Linked DNA regions of Callithrix jacchus: region 1 is linked to region 2. The links are chromatin contacts, called in public Hi-C maps. All regions are on one chromosome and are shown on one strand. The core of a region is the stretch at or near the end of the contact, and the rest is flanking DNA. Distances in the headings are between cores, read along the strand shown. Region 1 overlaps RAB30 (RAB30, member RAS oncogene family). Region 2 holds the start of RAB30 (RAB30, member RAS oncogene family).

Region 1 (7,240 bases), core at 170-2,669, 36 kb after region 2:
CGCTCAGCTGAAAGTGGCATTCTTTAGGACCTTTTATCATAGTCTAAGTGTTGTTATGTTGGCAATTTATTTGCAGTTTGCAGATTGTAGTTGTTAATGGCAAACTCTAAATTAAATTGATGTACATTTTCTGTACCCTATTTTCTTGATGCTGTGCCTAGCAGGAACTCAATAAATGTTCATTGGAATCATTCATTCATTCAATTATTTATTTATATATTCAATAAATGTTTACTAAATGACTAGTTAGTTAATTGAATTGCTTTTAATTCAATGGTAGATTCCTTTTTTTCAATTTATCTAAATATGGGGTTTGTTTTGTCTTTTTCTCTCAACCTTTGTTGAAGTTTGTTTTTCCTAATTTGGGCAATTACTAATTATATGACTCTTGGATGAGTCACTTAACCTTCAGAAATCAATTTTCTGGTTTTTCAACAGGGAAGATTATAGTGGCTACTTTCTGGGTTGTTGTAAGGATTGGATTTTTTAAATACGCACGTTAACACATGCCTAGCATATAGTTATAGATCTGTAGTAATAGATGTTAGCTATTCTTCTTCTTTTTTTTTTTAGATGGAGTTTCTCTCATGTTGCCCAGGCTGGAGTTCAGAGGTGCGATCTCAGTACACTGCAACCTCTGCCTCCCAGGTTCAAGGGATTCTCCTGCCTCAGCCTCTTAAGTAGCTGAGATTACAGGTGCCTGCTACCATGCTGGGCTAATTTTTGTATTTTTATAGAGATGGGGTTTCCCCATGTTGGCCAGGCTAGTCTTGAACTCCTGACCTCAGGTGATCTGTCCACCTCAGCCTCCTAAAGTGCTGGGATTACAGGCATGAGCCACTGTACCTGGCCTCATTATTATTCTTAGTAGAATGTATTAGGTACTAGGCTTTGGTCCTCACAGTAAACATCTTGAGGTAGGCATTGCTTTCCCCCTATTTCAAAGAAATAAATTTAGACTCAGAGGATTTAAATAATTTGCTAGAGGACACAGAGCTAATAAACTGCTGATATGGGATATCCAATTCCATAGCTTGTCCCTTTTACCTACACCAAAAAGCTTTCGGCATCTTGTATGACACTTAGAAATGGACTAGGAGTCATTTTATAGTGACTAAAATTAGCTAATGTTCTCATTTGCCTTCTGTGAGGTAGGACATACCAAGGGAGTTCTGGCCTGTTGGAGAAACTCCAGTCCTGAAGGTTAGATTAATTAAGATTTTATCTAAAAACCACAGAATTCCGGAGTTTAGAAGGATTTTATGTAGCATTTACTCCATTCAATTACTGAATTCTCTCTCTATCCCTCTAGTCAAGGGGTCATCTGGTTTTTTGTTTAACCCCTCCAATGACAGAGAGGTCATCATTCACCCTCTCCCACTCCCAGGACAGCTCACTTTACTCTGACCATGAGATAGCCTTTCCTTACATCAGACTGAACTCCTTCCCTATGTCTGAAGTAAGTAGAACCCGTTTCCTAGGGCATCCGTTCAGATTCTTACACTTTACTCTCTATCATAACCCCCAAACACTTTATCTTCACCAGGGTAGCAGCTTCAGGCCTTTAATTCCTAGCTACCCCAGAACAAACACAACTTGAGTTCACTTTTTTCTTCTAAGTGTGATATAGTTGGCTATGTCATGAGCATTTTGCTTCTCCTCCAGTTTCTCTCTCTTTTTTTTTTGTTGCATTTTAGGTTTTGGGGTACATGTGAAGAACATGCAAGATAGTTGCATAGGTACACATATGGCAGTGTGATTTGCTGCCTTCCTCCCTTTCACCTATATCTGGCATTTCTCCCCATGCTATCTCTCCCCAGCTCCCCACCCTCCACTGTCCCTCCCCTATTCCCCCCAACAGACCCCAGTGTGCAGTGCTCCCCTCCCTGTTCCAGTTTTTCTCTTAATACATGGTACCACCATCTACCCAGTTGTTGAAGCTAGAAACCCAGGAGTTTGTTCCCTTTACCATTCATATACCATTCATCAGCAAGTATTTTCATTCTTTTTTAAAAAATTTATTCGGCTGGCTGTGGTGGCTAACACCTGTAATCCCAGCACTTTGGGAGGCTGAGGTAGGCAGATCACCTGAGGATCAGGAGTTTGAGGCCAGTTTGGCAAACATGGCAAAACCCTGTCTCTACTAAAAATATAAAAATTAGATAGGCATGAGGGAGGGTGCCTGTAATCCCAGCTACTAGGAAGCCGAGGCAGGAGAATCACTTGAACCCTGGAGGCAGAGGTTGCAGTGAGCCAAGATCACACCACAGCACACCAGCTTGGGAAACAGGGCAAGAGTTCGTCTCATAAAAAAATAAATAAAAATAGAATTCATTTTTAATTTTTTTAATTGTAAGTAAATTTCAAAAATTTTATTAAAAAAAAAACAAGTATTACCTCAAGTATTTTCTTTCTTATCCCCAAGTATAAAATCCTCTCCTCTACCATTACCCTAGTCCAGGCCACCATTCCCTCTCCCCAATTCCTAAGTCTTGCCTGCTCCCTATACTCCCTTCTCCACAGAGCAACCAGAATTCTCTCTCTCTCTCTCTCTCTCTCTTTTTTTCGAGACAGAGTCTCGCTCTGTTGCCTAGGCTATAGTGCAGTGGTGCAATCTTGGCTCATCATAATCTCCACCTCCCGGGTTCAAGCAATTCTCCTGCCTCAGCCTCCCTAGTAGCTGGGACTACAGGCACACGCCACTATGCCTGGCTAATTTTTGTATTTTTTTTTTTTTTTTTTTTGAGACGGAGTTTCGCTCTTGTTACCCAGGCTGGAGTGCAATGGCGCGATCTCGGCTCACCGCAATCTCCGCCTCCTGGGTTCAGGCAATTCTCCTGCCTCAGCCTCCCGAGTAGCTGGGACTACAGGCACGCGCCACCATGCCCAGCTAATTTTTTGTATCTTTAGTAGAGACGGGGTTTCACCATGTTGGCCAGGCTGGTCTCGAACTCCTGACTTCATAATCTGCCTGCCTCAGCCGCTCAAAGTACTGGGATTACAGGCATGAGCCACTGTGCCTGGCTTGAATTATCTCTTTAAAGCACAAATCAGATTACACTATTTCCCTGATTAAAACTCTTCTTTGATCTTCCATCGTCCTTTGAACAAAGTTCAAAGTGTTTTCCATGGTCAATAAGGTTCTGTCTCATCTCAACCGTTCTGTCTTTCCTGTTGCTTACCCAGCCTTGGTCTCTGTTCTTTTTTATGTTCCTTGGACATGCCAAGCCTTTTCCTGCAGCCGAACCTTGTACTTATTGTATCTGTTGCCTGCACTCTTTCCCTAGCTTTGCAAATGACTGGCTCATTCTCATCTTTCAGATCTCAGCTGACATCTCACTTTCTCAGAGAGGCCTGACCCCATCACTCCTCTAAGGCCCCGACTTATCATTGTGAAATTATCTATCTGCATTGTCATCTCTCCTCACGAGAACATTAGTTCTTTGGTGACTGGACCTACCTTACATTAACAATTGTATCCTCTGTAAGTGTCACAGTAGCTGGCTCATGGAAAGAGCTCAATAACTATCTGAGAAATAAATGAATGGACTCATAATTGACTGAAAGTGTGTTGGAGTCATATTAACAATGAATTTGAGGTCAGGTGTGGTGGCTCATGCCTGTAATCCCAGCACTTTGGATGTCCGAGGTGAGCGGATCACTTGAGGTCAGGAGTTCGAGACTAGTGTGGCCAACACAGTAAAACCCTGTTTTCATTAAAAATACAAAAATTAGCTGGGCATGGTGGCACCTGCCTGTAGTCCCACCTACTTGGGAGGCTGAGGCAGGAGAATCCCTTGAACCTGGGAGGCGGAGGTTGCAGTGAGCTGAGATCGAGCCACTGTAGTCCAGCCTGGGAGACAGAGCGAGACTCCATCTCAAAGAAAAAAAAAAAAGAGAGAAATTTGAACCTGAGCTTTGCCATTTCTGTATGACTTTGGGCAAATTATGCTATCTCACTGGGCTTTAGTTGGCTCATCCATATAATAGCAATTCTATCTACCTCACAGAATGTTGTGCAGGTCAGTTCAGATATTGGCTGTGAATGTACCTACCACCATACCCGATACATATTAGGTATTCAGTCCACAACCAGTCAAAGCCTGTTACTTAATTCTGAACATGCATAGAAGAGTTCTGTCAAGTTTCAGCCTCATTAATAGAACTGTTTGTGTGTTGTGCCTGTGTGTGTGTGAGATCCATTGTTTTCTTAATTCCCAATGTGGTAGCAGAGGATTCAGTTTGGAATCCATAAGATGCCTGTGACTTCCCTCAGGTAACGCTTACCTGGCTGGGAAGACAGTTCTAACCCAGGGTGTCAGCTGTTGCACTGAGTGATACTCAATCTGATTACCCAGAGGTGCCAAGCACAGAGCCTTCACTGCAGAACTGAATGCAGACCCTAAAATCTAAATGATCAAACCTAGCATCATGTAGCCCAGGCTGGTTGTCAAGATAGATGCTGTGTCTAGACAGTTATCTCCCTTGGGAAATCACAGTTGCTCTAAAAGGAGGCACATGGTCTCCTGTTAAGAATACAAAATAGGCCTGTGAGCTGTTGAGGACGAGGTTACTGCTTGAGGTTGCATGGGCTTGTGGAGCAGAGCTTGGGGAAAGAAGCTGTCTGCTTCTATACTCACGGGGGAATCTCTGGATCATGGTGGTGGCCTTCTTCTTCACTTGTGTTGGGACAGCAGAGTCCATGGTGCATGGGAAGGTGGAAACATAGCTATCAGTTTTCCCAGTGGCAGTGATTCTGTGCCTCCACTCAAGAGTGTTGGGAGGAATTGAAAGGCAAGTCTGGAATATGCATTACCTGCTGGGGAGGGGAGCAGAAATCTCCCTGCAACTTGTGTGCTTGGCATGATGATCTAGTTGGCTCCCTTCTGAATGCTGTTAGGATGAGTGTTTTAAGGTGAGGGCTCTAGAATCAGATAGTTCTGGCCCTGGGTTCAAATCCTGGCGATGCAGTGACCTTGATCAAGTTATTTAATGTCTTAGTCGTAGTTCGCTGCTTATTAGATGGAGGTAATAATGACATGTATCTTATCTAGTTGCTGTGAGGATTAGATGATATAGTGCCTGCAAATATATTAGCTTAGTGCCTGGCACATAGCCAGTGTTCAGTAAATGATCATTCTTTTTATTAGTCAGGATAGTTCAGGATTTTGAGTTTAGTATTTCATTTTCTTTTTATTTATTTTTTTCTGCCCTCTGTGAACAAAAGGTTTGGTACTTCTGATGAGCCTCACCTACACTGAACTTTCAGTCCTGCTTAGGGAAAGCTGCTAGCTGTGTGCCTTGGACAAGTTATGGAACCTCTCTGAGTCAAGTGTTCTCATCTGTTACGTGCAGTTTACAGTTCCTATTTCACAGTGAGGATGAAATAAGATCAGAGCACCTGATACGTAATAAGTGCTCAAAACACTTATTTCCTCCCCTTTGGTTCTCGAGTATCTGAAATACGGTCCCTTTAAGCTTGTTAAGATTCCTCACTAGCCTTGTATGCAGCTGTGGGCAGAGAGCTTTGGCAGAAGGAAAGACTTTTTGTTTTTTTTTAAATGACTGTTTCATAATCTGTTGGCTCAAATCTGCTGCTGCCACACCCTGTGCCTCTCAGGGTCCCTGGGTCCTGTTGCAGTTATCATATGCCTCACCTTTAACCTAAATGACCCTGGGAAGTGGCTGCTATGGAAGAAGGATTTACTGAATGCAAAATGGATTTTCTTCCTTGCTCTTTGGGGCAAAGCTGGCTCAGCGATTCTTAGCTGTAGGGGGAGGGGCTGGCAGGCCTGACCGCAGTTGGACTTAGCGGTCAGGGGTTTTCTGGTTTTCATTAAAATTCTCTGGCTGTCTTTCGGGATAGCTCCATTGGATATGACTGTGCACTGGAGCCAGTTGTGCTGTTCTCTGAGCTATACACACCCATCAAATTACAGTGCCCCTGAGGACAAGAGAAAACTGAAGGTAGGGAATAGCCTGGCTGAGGGGTCTTGCCCAGTAATCTTTGTGGTAAGGGGCCTCCATTTATAACTGCAGAGCTTGGGTTTTGCAAAGTCTTAAATACAGACGGGGAGGCAGACATGGCTGGGCTGGGAATGGGTTGCAGAGAGAATCCTGTTACAGCTTGCTCTTGAGGACAGATGGAGGTTTCCTGGCAGCTGTCGGGAGTCTCCAAGTGTTACATTAATGAAAATGGTCTGATATGATTATTCTTTTTTGTTTTTGTTTGTTTTTTCATTTGATTTGATCATTCTTTGGAGGTACTTGATACCCTCATATGCTCAAGGGGGTTGGAGTTGGGCGATGCAGTTTTCTGAGGGTGACAGGGTGAATAAAAAAGGTTTGAGATATTTATTTATATATTATTGTTTTCTTAATTCCCAGTGTGGTAGCAGAGGATTCAGTTTGGAATGTTAATTTCTGGTGGCCGTAGGAATCTCACTTGAGACTGAAAGTTAAGCCTGCAAACCTAGGTTCAAATCACGACTCTGCTATTAACTTGCTTTATGACCTTGGGCAAGTTACTTTCCTGGGTCTCAGCTTCACAGTGTGGTTGTAGGGATTAAATGAGATAAATTATGTAAAGCTCTTGGCATATCGAGTGTTCTCAACAAATGGGAGATGTTATTATAAATTGGCCTAGATTTAACCTGTCACTCCAGCTTGCCAAGATATATTTCGATTCTGTCCTGTCAAACATTTGTTCTGCATCCCTCCCAGCTTTGTATCATTTAAGAACTTGAGGCAGGCCAGGCTCGGTGGCTCACACCTGTAATCCCAACACTTTAAGAGGCTGAGGTGGGCAGATCACCCAAGGCCGGGAGATCAAGACCAGCCAACATGGTAAAACCCCGTCTCTACTAAAAATACAAAAATTAGCTGGGTATGGTGGGGTGTGCCTATAATCCTAGCTACTTGGGAGGCTAAGGCAGGAGAATCATTTGAACCTGGGAAGCAGAGGTTACAGTGAGCCGAGATCATGCCCCATTGCCCTCCAGCCTGAGCGAAAGAGTGAGACTCCGTCTCAAAAAAAAAAAAAAAAAAAAAAAAGAATTAGAGGCAAACATGTTCCCTAGGGCAGGCTGAAGCTCCTCTCCCTGGAAAAATACATGAAAACCATATTATTATGTTTCCCAATGAGATGCTTAAGATGTTGGGTAGCTCGTATCTAGGTAACTTAGAAAAAATTGATTTTTCTTTTTTTAAAGATGGGGAAAAAAATGGATTTTTCTATCAT
Region 2 (6,689 bases), core at 2,272-4,771:
AAGCAGAACCCTCCGATTCTACATCAAATTAAGCTTCATAAATATGTACCTACTTACATAATTGCACACAGCTGAACATCTCTGCATATTTGAATTTCCTTCAGTGGCTATATTCATGAACATATTTACACTCAGTAAGTTCATGTTCATATATTTATTCTTGCAAAGAAATGTTTTCAGCCAGGTGTGGTGGCTCCCACCTGTAATCCCAGCACTTTGGGGGTCTAGGCGGGCTGATCACGAGGTCAGGAGTTCAAGACTAGCCTGACCAATATGGTGAAACCCCATCTCTACTAAACATACAAAAATCAGTCAGGCGTGGTGGCGTATGCCTGTAATCCCAGCTACTTGGGAGGCTGAGGCAGGAAGCACTTGATCCCAGGAGGCAGAGGTTGCAATGAGCCGAGGCCATTCCACTGCATTCCATCCTGGGTAACAGAGCAAGACTTCATTTCAAAAAAAAAAAGGTTTCTAGTGTTCCCTTAATTATACAAACCTGTTTTGCTTACACCCATTACTGGAGATAGTAAAAACAAAAACAACAACAAAAAAACCTGTTAAAAATTGAGAAATAAAATAATGAGGACTTTCTTTTCCTGTTAATCACTACTATGAACATTTGAATTTCAAATCTTGACCTTGGGATATTTACCACATTTATCTTCAGCAGCATATTAAGCAACTAAAATTATGTAAATTTGTTTCAAACTCAAGTTGGGTCACGAAGAATAGAAAACACACTTTTTAGTTTCCGGAGTATTGTTAACTAAAAGTAAAAATGTTAGCCAGATGTGGTGGCTTGCGCTTATAATACCAGCTAACTTTTCTATTTTTTGAAGAGAAGGGGTGTTGTGCCAGGCTGGTTTTGCTCCTGGCCCCAAGTGATCTGCGTACTTTGGCCTCCCAAAATGCTAGCATTACAGATGTCAGCAACCATGCCTGGCCCTAATTCTCTTTTGAGAGATGAAAAGCTTTATCTCCTCTAGACATTTCTAATTACACTTTAACAATGTTTTCCTAACCTGTGGTGTTTCTTTGGGACGCTGAGGTTATTCTTTCAAAAGCTGGCCTCCACAGCTCCTCAAATATTAATTTTGTAAATCAAATTTCTAAAGAGTGGAGGATTTTTTCCATCTTTATGGATAGATGTCCATTAGGTATAAGGATAGAAAAACTTCCAATTACCCAAATACATGACAAATTATAGAAATCATTGAATTCTATAGGTATCACTTTTCACACACAAGATTTCTTTTTTTAAAAAACAGACACAGTCTCACTGTTGTCCAGACTGGAGTGCAGTGACACAATCATACTTCACTGCAGCCTCAAACTAATGGAATCAAGTGATCCTCCTGCCTCAGCCTTCCAAGTAGCTATGCACTACCATGCCCAGCTCACACACAGGCTTTTGAGTAATTTCTTGCTCTTTTCCCCTACGATTTGTCTTCCATATAATTCGAACTGACAAGGTTATGGCTTAAAGAAATATATTATAAAATGAATAAGATTCATAAGTTTACATAAAACACGAGAATACACCTAAATCACCAACCGCTAAAAATAACTGAACATACAACAAAGCTACAGTTCATATGAAGAAAATAAAATAACCGAAGAGCGTGAAATAAAGCCTAAATGTAAATTTCTATTAAGCTTACAACATTACAATAGTATATTGTTCCTTTTCCTATACTTACCATCATTACTTAGTGTTTCTGAATAACAAAAACTTTGTATGAGCCTTTTTCATTGTATTCATGGATGACAACACATATTACTTTTGCTTAAAAATCAAACAAACCCATGCATCTTGACTTGTTCCCAGAAACATTACATATAAGATTTTTCCAAAGTGTTTTTGATAATTTAAAATTATTCTATCTAGACTTTCTTTGATATGAGGATCTATTTTTAATTTTATTCACTCCTAACATAGAGGGGAAGTGCATACCTTCAATAACTCAAAGTAACTGGTTAATTTTGTTTCAGAATAATGTGCAAAAGGGAGGAAACAGCAAAAAGTATATCAGTTATTTTTAACACATTAGACACTTTCAGAAGGAAAAGAAATTTCCCATGTTGTCAAAGTGCAGACAGACTCTGTGAAAGAACACACAGCGTTGTTTCAGTGACAAGAAAAAATTACAGTTCCTTTGAGATTCTGTGCAAAATCACTCAACAGACAAGTAACTTTGGTTTCAGTTACTTAGTTTTAAAAACAATTTATCCATAACCCATGTTACTCTGGAACCTACTGTCAGGCGTCGGCAGATGTATCATCAGTAATATTTCACCTCTCCCCACTTTTCTGAGACAGGCACTATCGCCCAGGCTGGAGCACAGTGGCATGAACGAAGCTGACTGCAGCCTCAACCTCCCGGTCTCAAGCAATCCTCCTACCTCAGCCTCTAGTGTAGCTGGGACTACAGCGGTGCGCCACCATGCCCAGCTAATTTTTTTGTTTAATGTTTTTGTAGAGTTGATACGGTGTCTCCTTATGTTGCCCAGGCTGGGCTTGAACTCCTAGGATCAAGTGATTCCCCCCGCCTCGGCCCCCAAAGTGCTGAGATTAAAGGTATGAGCCACTGCACTCGGCCAATATCCCCTTTGAACATCTGCTTTCGCTGGTTGGTGGAAAAGTGTCATCATTTTAAATCTAGTGTTACTCCTTTAGGCTGCTTTTTCTCTTTTCTTACTCGAGGGGCCAAAGCAACGTCTCTTTCCAGCTTGACTACCTTCCAACGATTTCTTCGGACGCCTCTGCTAATCATTCCTGTATGACAAATCAGTGAATCTGAAACCTTGGGGAGAGGGAAGGAGGGTTGGAAAACAAACGGCAAGACAAAAATGCATTTGGGAGGACGAGCACAACTCTGCGGGTGGAAGTCGGCTTCTCAGAATAAAGGCGAGGGTCGCCACCTAGGGTCCCCCGCACCTCAACAAAAACACTAACTCTCTCAACTGTACTGTTAACCGACCTAAATGATACTCCAAGCCCAGAAGTAAACCGACTCTTTCAATCGCTTAGCTAAAAAACTGAGAAGGAAGCGTAGGGCCCCATGCAACACCTTCAAGAACTGAGACCGAGGCTCACTGGGCCTCTGCATACCGCTTCTAGTCAGTCCCGCTCTACATCAACCCCCAGCACGACCTCCACCCTCTGGTTCCCAGGTTCATGCCCCGCAGCTATCCGACCGGCTCGTCCTCCACCTCACCATCCCTACTGAACCACCACTCGACTCCCGCGCACCCCTAAAACCTCTGCCTGGCTCCGCGGAATCTTCCCAGTACTCCTAACATGGCGGCCGAGTCCCCTTTGCTCCTTCGCTCTGGGCGCGTCGGTCTTGGAGCATTTTGGGCATTGTAGTTCCAGCAATGGCCTCGGTATCCTGCCAGGACTTAAGAAGACTACAGCTCCCAGAAAGCACCGCTTCCGAGCATGGCTATTGGGGACGTTTAGACAGAGGGATGATGTCATTGCAAAAGCCTCACTGCATTCATTGTGCTACGGTCTCTCCACCCCCTGCTGCTGGGCTTGCGATTGCCGCTCGCTCCAGCTAAGCTAAGAGTAGCAGCAGCACTAGGGCAGGGACTGACTCCAGCCCTTGGACTCAGGACATCGCAGACCTTTCCTTGCGTGCGTGACTCATTCGCACATCATTTCTGTTTATGCCTGGGGTGGGGAGAAAAATCCCAAACCAGGTGAGTTGAAGTGATTTTTTTCAAATGCTTTTACCAAGTTATTCCTCCCGCTTAGTTCTCAAGGCTTTCTTTTGGGAAGCTGTGAGCGGTGGTGAGGTGGGGGGGATTGGGGAGATGCTCGCAGGCGCTGCTGAGGGGAAAAGCTCTGTGCAATTTGGGTCACTGCAAAGAACAACTCCAGCAACCTTCCCCCGCCAGAGGACGGGTGCCTGCCAATTCCCTAGTCGCAACTCCTCTCAACCTTTTTGAGTCCTGGAGAGGGGGCTGGGCTGGGAAGGATGTTGGGGAGTGCTCTTGGAAAATCAGAGGAAGGCAGAGGTGGGGGACTGCAGTCCCGTCACACACGGCCCGAGAGCTGAGGTTTGAGTGGGAAGGGGTGATGCGTGGGGAGAAATGGAGACAGTGATTTAATGTGGTCGCACTACTTTAGAACGTTTGTGTGTCGCTTGGACGAGTACACGTTATTAATTTTTAAGATGAACGTGCTTAAGTTTTGTAGGATTTATTTTGTGTGTATGTCTATGTCGTTTGTCTCGCCTTTTCTGCTGATTTGAGGTGACAGTGTCCTTTAATGGTGCACTCCGTGCCAGTCAGAAACATTTCACGTGTCTGATGAAGATTCTCTGAGGCTGCTGGAAGCAGCGTTTTTGTTAAGTGTTTTCCGTTCTCCGGCTGCTGGATTCAAGATTGTTTGGAAGTGGAGCCGACAGATTTGTGCTTGTGTTTTAAATTACATTGCATAGGCTCTTTGCCACTGACAATGGTACCATAATGAGCTGCTGTTTCCTGAAGCATAGTTGCTACTCACAAATAACGGTATGAAGAGATCGATTAGGGAAACCGGGTTCATTTTAACACATTAGAGAAAGGCAAAGTTAGAAGCGCTGCTAACCTTCATTTGCCATTACTGAAAAGTGCCCATGGGAAGAGTGATCTTGGTCAGGGAAACCAAGGAGCATAGTAGTTTTTTTCGTTATTGTTGTTGTTGCCCCCCTCTTTTTTTTTTTTTTTTAAACGAACTGACGTTTAACAGAACAGAAAGGATTCTGACTTATATGATGCTCCTGTAAGAGTTATAGGGATGATTAGGGCAATAAATATGTTACTTTGAGATAAACAGCTGGCTGGCTTCACAACAGATGGGGCCAGTCTTAGCTGGGAGATCTACAACCTTGGAAATGAATGGACCTGGGGTCAACCACACCCCCTCTTGGAATGTCAAAAGAAGGAGAAATGCCAGAGAATTTGCTTAACTCTAGAATGCTAAACCTTTTCATAGCTGAGTCAGACATGGGGGAAAGTCTTTACTGGCTGTCTTCTGTTGCTGAGCCAATTTTGTTCATTTTAAATTAAGATCCTTAGGTCTTCAAAGTTGTAGCTGTGTGATATTTCGTTAAAAGCTGCTTGATGCTGAATGCAAAGGACAGTTCATTGTATGAGCTTTGTAGTAGAGTGATTTATTGGGATGCCAATGAGCAGCTTTTGGATTTGGGAAAAGATCAACAGTCAGCCTTCGCCTCTCCGTCCCTCTTTTGATGACTCTCTGCTCTTCTGGACACCCTACACTTCTCTCCAGTACTTTCCTTTATCCCTCCCACCCCCACATCTCTTGAAATTCTGTTTCATTCCCTATCTCTCCATTTGCAGTTTACATTTATCCTTTCTGTTTCAAAATCTCTCCCTTATCGCCATCATATCACATCTCTTTCGCTCTGTCTCTCTCCAATCTCAGAACACCCTCCTTGCTCCTCCTCCACCTTGCCTAGGAACTCCTGGGTGGATGTAGACTATGTGAATATTTTTCCAGAGTCCTTTTTGAAGAGGATTTATTTACCTTTTCTTTTTCTTGCGGTCTGTGCTTGGCAGGATGAGCAGCAATGAGCCTGACCCCTGGTCTAGTTTGTGGTTTCTGTGACAGACATAATTTAGCCCCAGCAGCATGTGAACAATGATATGCTGCAGTTGGGCTCATGCCACTTTTCCTTTCACTGGCACCTGTATTAAGAACAGCCTATGAGTTAGCAAGGTTTTTAAATACTTTACATGAAATGTTCTCATAATTCCCAAGGAATAAGTAGTCTTCAAATGGCTTGCCTTATATAATGCATTATTTTTTTTCCTTATCCTTGCTCCAGCTGGTAGTGGGAAGGCTGTTCTTCCCTCCCCTCCCTTCCTTCCTGTTCCCTGTGGATTGCTGAGGAGCAATCCAGGTGGCCAAACTGCCCATTTGGTTTTTTGAAGATACGTGGAGAACAACAGTTCCTCCCGCACCCCTTGCTCCCACCCGCCCCCCGTCGTTTCTTTTCCTTTGTGGAGGAAAGAAGTTTGTTATATTTGTTTACCTAAAAGCAGTGCTTCTCTAGGTGTGGAAAGTCTAACTGCTATCCATCTGGAGGCAACTAGTATGACAGGCAGATTCAGAAGCTGTCCTCTTAGACTTTTCATCCACCACCTTCTCATTCCTAATTTTCTTCTTCTGAAATCCTTCCTTACTTACCAAGGTTTCTTTTATTGTTCTGAGGAGAAATGGGCTGAATGCAGCATTAGGTTTGGCCCCATCACTGCTGTCTCTGGGACCTTGAATAGCTATTCATTTCTTTCTGCTTCAGTTTACTTATTTGTAAGGGGATAATGATCATTGCTTTTTGGTTTACTGATGTTATAGCCCTCTATAATCTGGCCCCAACCTATTATTCTGACAACTTATATTGATTGAGCAGCTCCCATGTGCTAAGCACTGTGGATACATCAGTGAAAATAAATGCTTCCCCTGACCTCATGGAGCTTATATTCTAATAGGGGATATACTTAATAAATAATTGCAAGTGTATTGAATGCCATTTCCAAAAAAGGGTTGGGTAGGAGTACCTGACATGGTACTTTCCCCTTGTCTGGGTTATCAGGAAAGGTTTCCTATAGGAAGTGACACTTCAAGAGACTTGGAGGGTAAGTGGAAGCACTAATTCAGGATGGCAGTGGGAGAT

Evidence for each region. Hi-C and Micro-C count contacts between places; a contact is called where the count stands out from the background.
Region 1: a contact with region 2 is called in a Hi-C map of skeletal muscle, with 2.2 times the contacts expected there. The contact joins the enhancer-like site here to the promoter of RAB30 in region 2. A contact is called at or near these places in 2 of 3 Hi-C or Micro-C datasets (both in skeletal muscle).

The regions. Positions count from the first base shown.
Region 1 is chr10:57,340,907-57,348,146 of calJac240_pri, forward strand. The region is part of intron 1 of RAB30 (RAB30, member RAS oncogene family); the gene reads left to right. Among named protein-coding and RNA genes, the nearest start is that of RAB30, 38 kb to the left of the region's middle. Within about 2 kb of position 1,420, at least 1 of the 16 cell types and tissues checked has an H3K27ac peak or open chromatin away from gene starts, as enhancers often do. A contact at or near this core is called in skeletal muscle, where this site is marked.
Region 2 is chr10:57,302,742-57,309,430 of calJac240_pri, forward strand. RAB30 (RAB30, member RAS oncogene family) reads left to right here and starts at 3,522. Exons shown (of 4, transcript XM_054241856.2): 1 at 3,522-3,705. LOC103796149 (a long non-coding RNA gene) reads right to left here and starts at 3,298. Exons shown (of 4, transcript XR_013523202.1): 1 at 3,254-3,298; 2 at 2,700-2,804.